Linked DNA regions of Mus musculus: region 2 is linked to region 1. The links are chromatin contacts, called in public HiChIP or PLAC-seq maps. All regions are on one chromosome and are shown on one strand. Each heading gives the region's core, a stretch centred on a gene start, on an enhancer-like site or on the middle of the called end of the contact. The rest is flanking DNA. Distances are from core to core; before and after follow the strand shown. Region 1 holds the start of Guca2b (guanylate cyclase activator 2b (retina)). Region 2 overlaps Gm36134 (a long non-coding RNA gene).

What was found. HiChIP or PLAC-seq counts read pairs in DNA pulled down with a chosen protein or histone mark.
Region 2: an HNF4G HiChIP or PLAC-seq map of pancreatic cancer cells shows a contact between it and region 1. The contact joins the enhancer-like site here to the promoter of Guca2b in region 1. A contact is called at or near these places in 1 of 39 promoter capture datasets (hippocampal neurons) and 1 of 115 datasets of contacts at active chromatin or transcription factors (pancreatic cancer cells).

The regions. Positions count from the first base shown.
Region 1 is chr4:119,657,454-119,662,354 of GRCm38.p6, forward strand. Guca2b (guanylate cyclase activator 2b (retina)) reads right to left here and starts at 1,492. Exons shown (of 3, transcript NM_008191.2): 1 at 1,328-1,492; 2 at 76-262. The coding sequence starts at 1,402. Gm35761 (a long non-coding RNA gene) reads left to right here and starts at 835. Exons shown (of 6, transcript XR_868074.3): 1 at 835-2,220; 2 at 2,669-2,779; 3 at 3,799-3,931; 4 at 4,597-4,640; 5 at 4,756-4,861.
Region 2 is chr4:120,222,330-120,226,900 of GRCm38.p6, forward strand. All of the region lies in intron 1 of Gm36134 (a long non-coding RNA gene), which reads right to left. Among named protein-coding and RNA genes, the nearest start is that of Gm36013, 34 kb to the left of the region's middle. Within about 2 kb of position 3,037, at least 63 of the 459 cell types and tissues checked have an H3K27ac peak or open chromatin away from gene starts, as enhancers often do. A contact at or near this core is called in pancreatic cancer cells, where this site is marked.

The DNA.
Region 1 (4,901 bases), core at 242-2,741:
GTTGCTTTAACAAAAACAACTGACAATGGAGAGGTAGGGGAGGGTGCAAGAAGATCTAAGGGTTCCTATCCTTACTCAAGGCCTTGAAGGTGCTGGCAGCTTCCTGGGAGGCACAAACAGGCTGGAGGTCCAAGGGCAAGGCTGGGTTATGGCACACAGCAGGGAGGAGGCCACTTCTCCGAGGCTGGGGATTGGACATCTCCTTCTCCTCCAACTCATTCAGCTTCTTCACTGATTCCAGCTGGACTTGGAAGCCATGGTACTAGGGAGAAGGGACGGGTGAGAGGTCATCAGGCCCTGGTTAGGAGCAGGCAGTGCCATGAGACTGGGCTCATCAAGGTCCCGTGAGTCCTCCAGAATATTCTCTGGGCTCACAAAGAGTCCAAAACACAGCAGAAAAGCAGCTTGTGGGGAGGGAAGTAGAATTGCGATCTGCCACCACCAACATAGAGGCCTTCTGTCCCAGGCTGCTCACAAAAGGCTGTAGAGCTCTGTAGGTCATCATATGGGCATTAGAAACAAGAAGACCCTTGTGTGTTCAAATCCTGTCTTTCCCTCCATCCAGCTGGTTGTCTCTTTCCCATCTGACATGACCTTCCCTTGTGGAAGCCTAGTACTAGACAGGTCAGCTAACAGGTCCTCTCTCTGGCCTGGTGAAGCTTGCTCTATTGAGACTGATTCTCTCAACTCCTCCTCCTCCTCCTCCTCCTCCTCCTCCTCCTCCTCCTCCTCCTCCTCCTCCTCCTCCTTCTTCTTCTTCTTCTTCTCTCTCTCTCTCTCTCTCTCTCTCTCTCTCTCTCTCTCTCTCTCTCTCTCTCTCTCATTCTCTTCCTGGAAACCCTGCCTGATATAGACGCTAGACTGTAGTAGTCACACAGGTTTAGGGAAACCAGAAGCATCCTGCCACTCGACAACCAGGGCTGATTCCATGCCCCACCCATCTAACACTCCCTGGGAGGCCTCTGAAGTCCATGTTCCCTTTGTCTGGCCTTTGCTCTGCCTAGAACATGTTCACCCAGGCTTGACACCATTTATCCTCCAGTGAGCACAAAGGTTCCTTACCAGGGAATCCATTCTGTGATTTGCCCATGTAGGTGAGCACAGGCAGGGAGCCACAGAGTTCCCTCTGGGCTCCTCTAGGGTTCCTTCCACACTGTGGCTGTGCTGACTTCCAAGGAGAGCAGAGGAGACTAAACCTGCCACTCTCATTACATCTATCACTGCCGCTGTTGACACGCCTGCAGTCCCAACCCAACAGGTGTCTAGACTGGCTGCTGGGCTGAGCCCAGGTCCTCCAGGTAAAAGGTAGGCTGGCTGGGGGTCTCACCTTGATGTAGACACCCTGTGCACTCTGCAGGAGCAGCAGCAGGACGACGGCAGCCCACAGTTGGCTTCTTGACATGGCCTCGCTTCCAAGCTCACACCTCTGGGTTCCTGCTTCCTCTGCTGTCCACCTGCCTGCCACCTGCCTCTGGGCCAGCAGCCCCTTATAGGCCAGGGTCCAGAGCTCTGGTCACTTATTAACTGTCTGGCTGGGGTGGGGTTGACAGAGGCCTGGCTCTTTGACAGATTCTGACTTGGTTCCAGGAAGGGGATAGGGGCGATGATGATGATGAAGAAGAATCCAAGCTTGTGGGAACATGGTCTGCCAAGGGCCTGGCATGAATAGGGCTCTGTGGGAAGACCTTGGACCACTTCACTTCTCACTCTCTCCTCCACACCAGGAGGAGGGGAAAGGTGATGGATCAGGAAAGTGATATCAGGTAAAGTGATTTGCCTCAGGCCAAACAGACTCTTCAGTTGTGTCTTTAGCCCAGGTCAGCTTGTGGTTCTTTGACTTGCAGGCAGATGGCTCAGAGCAAGGAGGGCACACAGAGTTGACTTCAGAGTTTTCCAGTATTAACTTCTCCCATATCCAGCATCCTGCACGGAGTCTAGAACTGCGGAAAGACCAGCCTTGTAACCAGCCTTTGCCTGCCCTTTCCCATGTGTACCCAAGAACAAGTGAGTATAACCATATCAACTGATATCTCAGCAGCCAGCAGGTCAACATGGTGTGGAAGAAAGAGCTCAGATCTCCTAGGAGATGACAAGGGTTCAGTGCCAGAGCTGTGGCAGCTGCTGTGTGAGCCTGGGGTGTCACATCAAGTCTGACTGAGGTTTTCTTTTACTCTCGGGTCACACACGTCTATCGGAAGCCACCCACAGAGGTAGCTGTGGGTAAGATGGGCTCCAGTCCCTTGAATTTACCTTCATTCTCTGGGTGACTCATCTCTAACAGGTCCCTTAATCTCACAGTGCACCTCCCCAATGGGTGAAGGTTGGAGCAGGGAGAAGAGGGTCAAGTCTCTCTGATGGGGTTATCACCATGGCCAGGTCCAGCTACTTTGAACAGTGGTCCTGCTGGGACTCAGCTGGCCCTGGTACAGACTGACACGTGGCAGGTATCCCAGCATGAGCCTGAGCTGAAACCGCCACAGCCTACCTGGGCACCTATAGTCCTTCAGATTGGTGGTTAAAAGAACATGCTCCTTCAGGCCTGTCCTGCTCTTGCATGTGTGATACACTTCATCTGCCCAGAACACCTAGATCCACGCTTATCTTACGTCGAAACAGATAAAAGTCTCCGGTGAACTTTGGAGTTTCTTATGTCTTGTTTTGAATCCAGACTTCGGCCTTTATTCTTTGGAGTCTTTGGAGTCTCACACTCTCTTCTCTCTAAGATGCTAATAACCGTCAGATAACAGTGGCTCACATGTTTGATCATGAGTAATGCAAGGTATGACGAGGCTCTCTGCCTGGACTCTCTTGGGGAGTAGTAGCAACAGGCTGGTATTCTGTCTGGAACCTCTAATTGTGCTCAGCCTTCATTGCTACAGTGAAAGAAGCTCGAGGCAGGGAGGGAGGGAAGCAGGGAGGCAGGGAGGCAGGGAGGCAGGGAGGCAGGAGGCAGGGAGGCAGGGAGGCAGGAGGCAGGGAGGCAGGGAGGCAGGGAGGCAGGGAGGCAGGGAGGCAGGGAGGCAGGGAGGCAGGGAGGCAGGGAGGCAGGGAGGCAGGGAGGCAGGGAGGCAGCGAGGCAGCGAGGCAGCGAGGCAGAGAGGCAAGGAGGGGGACATGGGCTTGGGCCCAGACTCCAGCTACTATCCATCATGCAACCTTCCTTACCCTCCACGACTGTTTTCTCACCACTGAAGTCAATAACACAATTAGTAACCTAACAGTGTTTGTGGGAACTAACAGCCCTTGTCCCAGGAAACCACTGTCTGTCCCTGTCCCCAGATAGATCACTTCTCCAGCACATGCCCAGGGGATTGGGTTCACCACCCGTTCCTCTCCATGACATCTTCCCAGACAAGCCCTGTTTCTGAACCTGGGGGGGGGGGTGGGTAACAGATTGGACTCCCAGCCTTTTAGGCTGGACTCATTGCCATTCTATCTAGAGCACTGGGTTTCCTAAGTCATGTCACCTCAGATAAGTGATAGAACTTCTGAGATTTTAGCTCCCGGTTTGTAGAAAAATGACGGGTTCCTCAGTGTTTGCAATTGTCATGAGCTACCATCCCACTCTTTCCATGGGACAAGCTCAACCCACTGACCACCATATCCAAGGATAGGAGCCAGCCTTCAGAGTGTGAAGGTCCCAGAGTGGGGCTTGCCCTCCTTTCTCCAGCCACTGGGTATCCCAGCTGGAGCCATTGTTCCCAGGGAGTGAGTCACGACTTCCTCTTCTGCCTGTCAAGACTCAAACTTTCCAATCCCATTTCTAATCTCTTTACAAATGACCCACCATCCATGAAGGACAAGTTGGCCACTGATGCAAATTCTCACTGCCAACCTGACCAGCTCACTTACATCATATGCACATGGAAAGCCACTTCTGTACCAGCCTGTGGAGACTCACACAAATGAGGATGGAGACCACTGTGCCTCTGTAGGTTTAGCTGCTCCTCTCCCCGCATTGAGTCCCTGCTTGGCATCCACCTTCCTGGCACCCCCTTTCCTCAGGAGCACCTCTCAGAGCTCTTGCCCACTTGGCTCAGGGTATATGGGCTTTCCAGATTTCTGACATCATGCTGGCCCCATCTCTTCATTTCCTTGACTAGCCATCCTCTGTTTGCTTGTCTCCTAAAGTCAGAACTCAACAGGGCCACCAGCACTTGTCCTTGGGGCCTCTATCCTTTTTCTCTAGTCACTTACTTTGGTAGTGTCATGCAGCTTCAAGAAATTTCATGTGCTCAGTCCCTGAGACTGCCCACCTTGACAGCTTTTCCCATGACAGTTAATGAAATTCCCATGTGCCGGGGGGGGCGGGGGGGGGGCAGGTCAAAATTCAAGGGGTTTTTCTCGACATCTCTTTTTCACTTGCCAAATTCAATGCATTTGATGATTCGATTGTATTGGCATTCAGAATATCCTTAGCTTCTAACCAACCAGGCCTCACCTCTTCCCCAAGATCCAAGCTATCGTCCTTGGTTTCACAAATTATTGTAACAGCACTGTTAGGCAGAGGTCTCCAGGGAAACAGTATCCACAGGATCTGTTCTTCTATCTGACTGTCAATCAACCATCAATCTATCTGTTATGTTTCCTCCCTAGATTTACTTTGAGGAACTGGCTCGTGGAACTATCAGGACAGACAGGTCTGTCTGAAATCTGTAGGGCAGACTGACAGGTTGACAATTCAGCTAAGAGTTGTCGAAGGCTGTAGTGAATTCTTATCATTCTTTGTTGCCTTTGTGTCTATTTTAAATCCAGGCTGGATGCTTTCACACGGAGGTGTCATAGTTTCTAATTTTACTCAGCTCTGCCCAGTTCCTCGGTGTGATCGATCCACATGCCTACCTTGGATAACTGTTCTCTGGTGAGCTCTTCCCTACAGAGCAGTTAAATATAGCCTGGCT
Region 2 (4,571 bases), core at 1,787-4,286, 570 kb after region 1:
TATGCCAACATGACCAGCCAGGGTTGGATGTCAGTTGGGGTGAAATGGGACTCATCAGTTGTCCCAGGATAGGAGTTGGATTTTCAACATTCCCAGGTACTTTTTTATCATCAATAAAAGCTCCAATCCAGAGTTCTAGCTCACCCAGGTGAGGTCCTTCCAGTGTGGTGACCAGGTGAGCTCCCCACTCTACTAACTTGGGGCTGTTGAGAGACTGAACATTAGAAACTGCACGTTGGCAGGTGTGTGAGAAAGCATAGCAGCCCAGGAACAAGCTTGCTGGGCTACCGTGTTTGTGCGGTTCTTCCTGGCACTGCTGTCTTCCCAACCTCACCAGAACCTTCCAGCATAGGAGCTACTATTACCCATTTACAGCAGGGGAAACTGAGGCCAAGGGTAGGAGGTGACAGAGCCAGGCTTTCAGTTTCACACTGCTTGTCCCTCCTATTCATTGACATGAGCTTAACACAGAGGATTTAATGGTGATTGGCCATAGGCTGCCCAGCGGCGGTAATGTGAAGATGGGTTCTTGGACCCTCTCTTGTGTGACTCTGGCTTCCAGGCTCCTTATTTGTCGATACCCCAGTTTTTCACCTACCTTGGAACACAGTTGACTGCAGGAAACACTGGCTCCAAGCTATTACCACTGGTAAAAATTCCTAGGCATACTGACAATCCAGATATTCTGCCTTCCAGATCAGAAAGCAGAAAGGAAACTGGAAGGACCTGTGGTCATCTTTGGCTTGATATGAGAGACTCCCACCCTACTCCTACCCCATCACACCCGGGAGAGCCGTGGAGTAGGCTCTAGGATGGGAGAGAGGTGGCAGTATGGTTACCCCCAGTGTGCAGCAGATGTCCCGTCCAGGAGGCCTGTACTCAATGGCATTTCCGGGGCTGCTGGGCACCAGGGCGGGGGCTGGGGACTGGCACCGATCATGGCTTTGCAGCCAAGTGCTCACTAATCTACCCTGCACATCTGCTTGAAAATAACTTAATTAGCCTGGAAGAGCAGCTGGCAGCCTGCCAATGAGGGGCCCTGAAGGAGGGGACCCAGAGAGCCTCTGACAGGAGACCCCATACCACAGGTGAACCCTGACAGGAGGAGAGAAGGCCTTCACCTTCAGAGGAGTGTACCCATTGGCCACCATAGGGACTGACCCAACCTGGATCTGCCATGTGGGGGCCGTCTAGCCCCACTGGACCTGTAAGGAAGCTGGGACTCCAGGGAGCCTGGATAAGCTATGCAGTCAGACAGGGTGTGCCTAGGAATGTTCATGATGTCTTTCTTCACAGACTCAGTAGGCAAGGTACCAGCTGGGGGTTAGAGACCTCAGTTCTCTAAAAGACAGATGGGATCCACTTGACTTTCTGTTCTGCAGTGGGGAGGGACCTAGAAGAGAGATGCCAGGCTGTGGGCAGGGGCCACAATACTGGAAGGGGGAAGTGTGTGTTTTAAGGTCACTATTAAGAGGGGTATCGTGCCTGGGGTTTATCTGGTATTCCCCAGGGAGCCTGGGTAGAGGTAGATAGGACGGAACCCAGCATGCCCCCAGTCTCCTAGAGACACCAAGTGCCCAGGCCTGAAGGCGAGACCCAGGGCTTGTGACTTAGGGTTTGGGTGGGGCTTGGGTGGAGCAGTGTGCAGCCACTGCCTGCCAGGCCTTTCCTGAGCCTTCCCTGTCAGCTGTTGAGCTGGGTGCTAGCCAGGCACCCTGGGGGAAGTTGGGTGTGTATGCTTATGTGTGTGTGCGTCACTCTGAGTGAGCGACATGGAACACCCAGTGTGTAGCAGCCCTGCCGGTGCCAGTCCAAGGCTGAACTCCCTGGCCTCTCTGGCAATTCTTCTCTCCCACCTTAGAGACCATATCCCACACCAGGTCCACCACATGCTACCTCCCGTTCACCTTGCACCCACCCTGCACCTCCAGCCCATGCCCTGGCCAAACTCTGAATTCATTACCCCTCAACTAACAGCCCCCTGAGGCTAGAATACCACCACCATCACTCAGGACCACTGCTGAGTCCTCATTATCAGTCTCACTAGCTGGGATATCCCCTGCCTCTACCAGAAACATCACAAACACACAAATACATATATGCAGATACACACATACACACACACACACCAGTTCACATATATATGTACACACAAATGCACGTGCCACTAAATACATGAAATAACACACATACACATACCATATGCTGCACACATAGACACACATATGAGTACACACATAAAACACATGCCTTACCAAGGGTTGGTCGAGGAGAACTTTCCAGAATCCCATGCTGGCCAGACTGAACCACTTCTTGCCCTTTGTAAGCTGGCCTCAAAGCTATAGAGCCTTGGCCTCCTCACTTCACTGAGACCAAAGGAACAGAACCGTTTAAAATGGTAGCATCAGGCCTGGGTCTAAATGACCCTCATGGGTCATTTAGTTACTGTGTAGCTGTGGCTGAGTTACATACCTCTCTGGGCGCTTCCTCTGTAAGTGGCTAGCGGCCCTCAGGAACCTGAGGGGCAGCACAGAGCCTACACCATTCGCTACTTGCTCGGCCTGACAACTTCTGCATCCTGTTCAAACAACATTTAAATGCCACAAGCCTCTGATAACCTACTGCTGGTTCTTATGAGCGCCAGTGATACCCTGGGCACCCATTCTACATTCTTTCTCTGTTCCGGTGCTCTTCGGTGACCATCTTGTTAATAGGAAGGATGCTAATTATGTTTGATTAATGAATGGATGAAGCAGGAGCCCCTGCAGAAGAGTAGCATGTGGTCACATGAGGTACAGATACACACACACACACACACACACACACACACACACACACACACATCTCTGGGAGGGAGGGTATGTAGGCCCCAGATTCCCAGGTATGAGGCTGCAGGGGGCAACCTCTAGGCCTGACCCTGGCCACCTGGGTGGCAGAGTTGCCAGTTGCCAGCTGGCAGCCGGCAGCCCAGCAGAGTCTGAGCCTGGCAGTGCTGCCAAACGCCTACTCACACCAGCCGCTCATTTCCTGGGCCTACCCACAAAGCTAGTGGGCAAGCTGGGTCCAAGGCGGCCCTGAGGTGCCTTGCCAGAAAGAGAAGCCTCGGGGAGGATAACCTGAGGAGAGGGGAGAGGAAGGAATAAACAGAGAGCCTCTACCTCTTATCCCCCCAGGCACAGCCAAAGGTCTGTCTAACCTCTGATGTCTCTTCTGTGCCATTGAGGATCAGGAATGGGTAAGAGGTTAAGTGTCCCTCTGCATTGGGGAACTGAAGTCACCCCCAAGGAAGCATGTGAGAACAGGTGTGGCCACAAGAGGGCGACCAAGCTTCACCCCACAAGGAGCAGAGCTACAAGGCTTGCCCCTGGTACTGGACCTGGGCACAAAGGAGACAAGGCCAGAGTTGGAGCTTGAGGTTGGGCACAATCTACTCATGCTTGTCCCCAGCCAAAGCCATTACCCACACTGTCTCTTTTCAGAAGGTGACAACACGGTGGCTTCAGCAACAGAAGCATCTGAACCAAGGAGCTATTCCTCTTAGGAACTTTACAAGTGAAGAGAGTAACTCAGAGAGGTCAAGGGGTTTGCCCTGGTCACACAGCAAACAGGAATTCAGTGGGTTAGGCCTCCATTCTGGCATTAGTGAGGAAAGCAGGTCTGGGGCCTTACCAGCACTCACAAGCTCGGAGAAGGAACAACGACAACAACATTAACAGCAACACCGTGATTACAGCTCTTTCAGGCCCTTCTCTGGGTAGTTTAGGGTAGGAATAATCATGAGAAGTAGCCACAGGCCCTTTGTGTATCTCCCATGCCTGTCCTCCACAGACATCTCCTCACCCCCGCATCATACCTCAGCCCCAGCCTGGCCTCACCCCAGAGCAGTGCTTCTCAGCCTTCCTAATGCTGCAACCCTTTAATATCCTCATGCTGTGGTGACCCTCCAGCCATAAAATTATATTTGTTCCTACTTCATAACTGTAACTTTGTTACTGTATGAGTTACAATGTAAATGTCTAAGTTTTCAACTCCCCCACCAAAGGGGTTTCGATCCTTACTTAGGTCAAGCACTGCTGTCCCAGAAGTCTCCACTCCACCTGCAGTCCCTCAGCCTCTGCACTCTGCCTAGCTGTACCTTCTCAACGCCCATCCCCCTCGCCCTCAGACCACTGACTTCCATTCTGCCCTCTGGAAACTGGCCTTCAATGTTGACACATGCCAAGCAGGGTACTTCCTTCCTGTCCAGTCAGGAGGTCGAGAAGCCTCTATATAGCCAGAGTCTTTGGGACCCACCCTGGCTCCCCAAAGTTTCCCACCCACTTCAAAGATCCAAGCATGAGACAAACAAAACAGCCCACTTCTGTGGAACCCATGCGACTCCCAGCCCTGAGATCCATGCTTCCCTCTCCACTCCCTCTCTTTGTCTCCTCACTCCGTCAGTAAATGTGTCCCCCTCTGTAGATAACCCAAAAATCCTCCCTCAGCTACTCCAGCTCCGGCCAGCTCCAGCCAGCTCCAGCCTGCTCCAGCCAGCTCCAGCCAGCTCCAGCCAGCACCAACCAGCTCCAGCC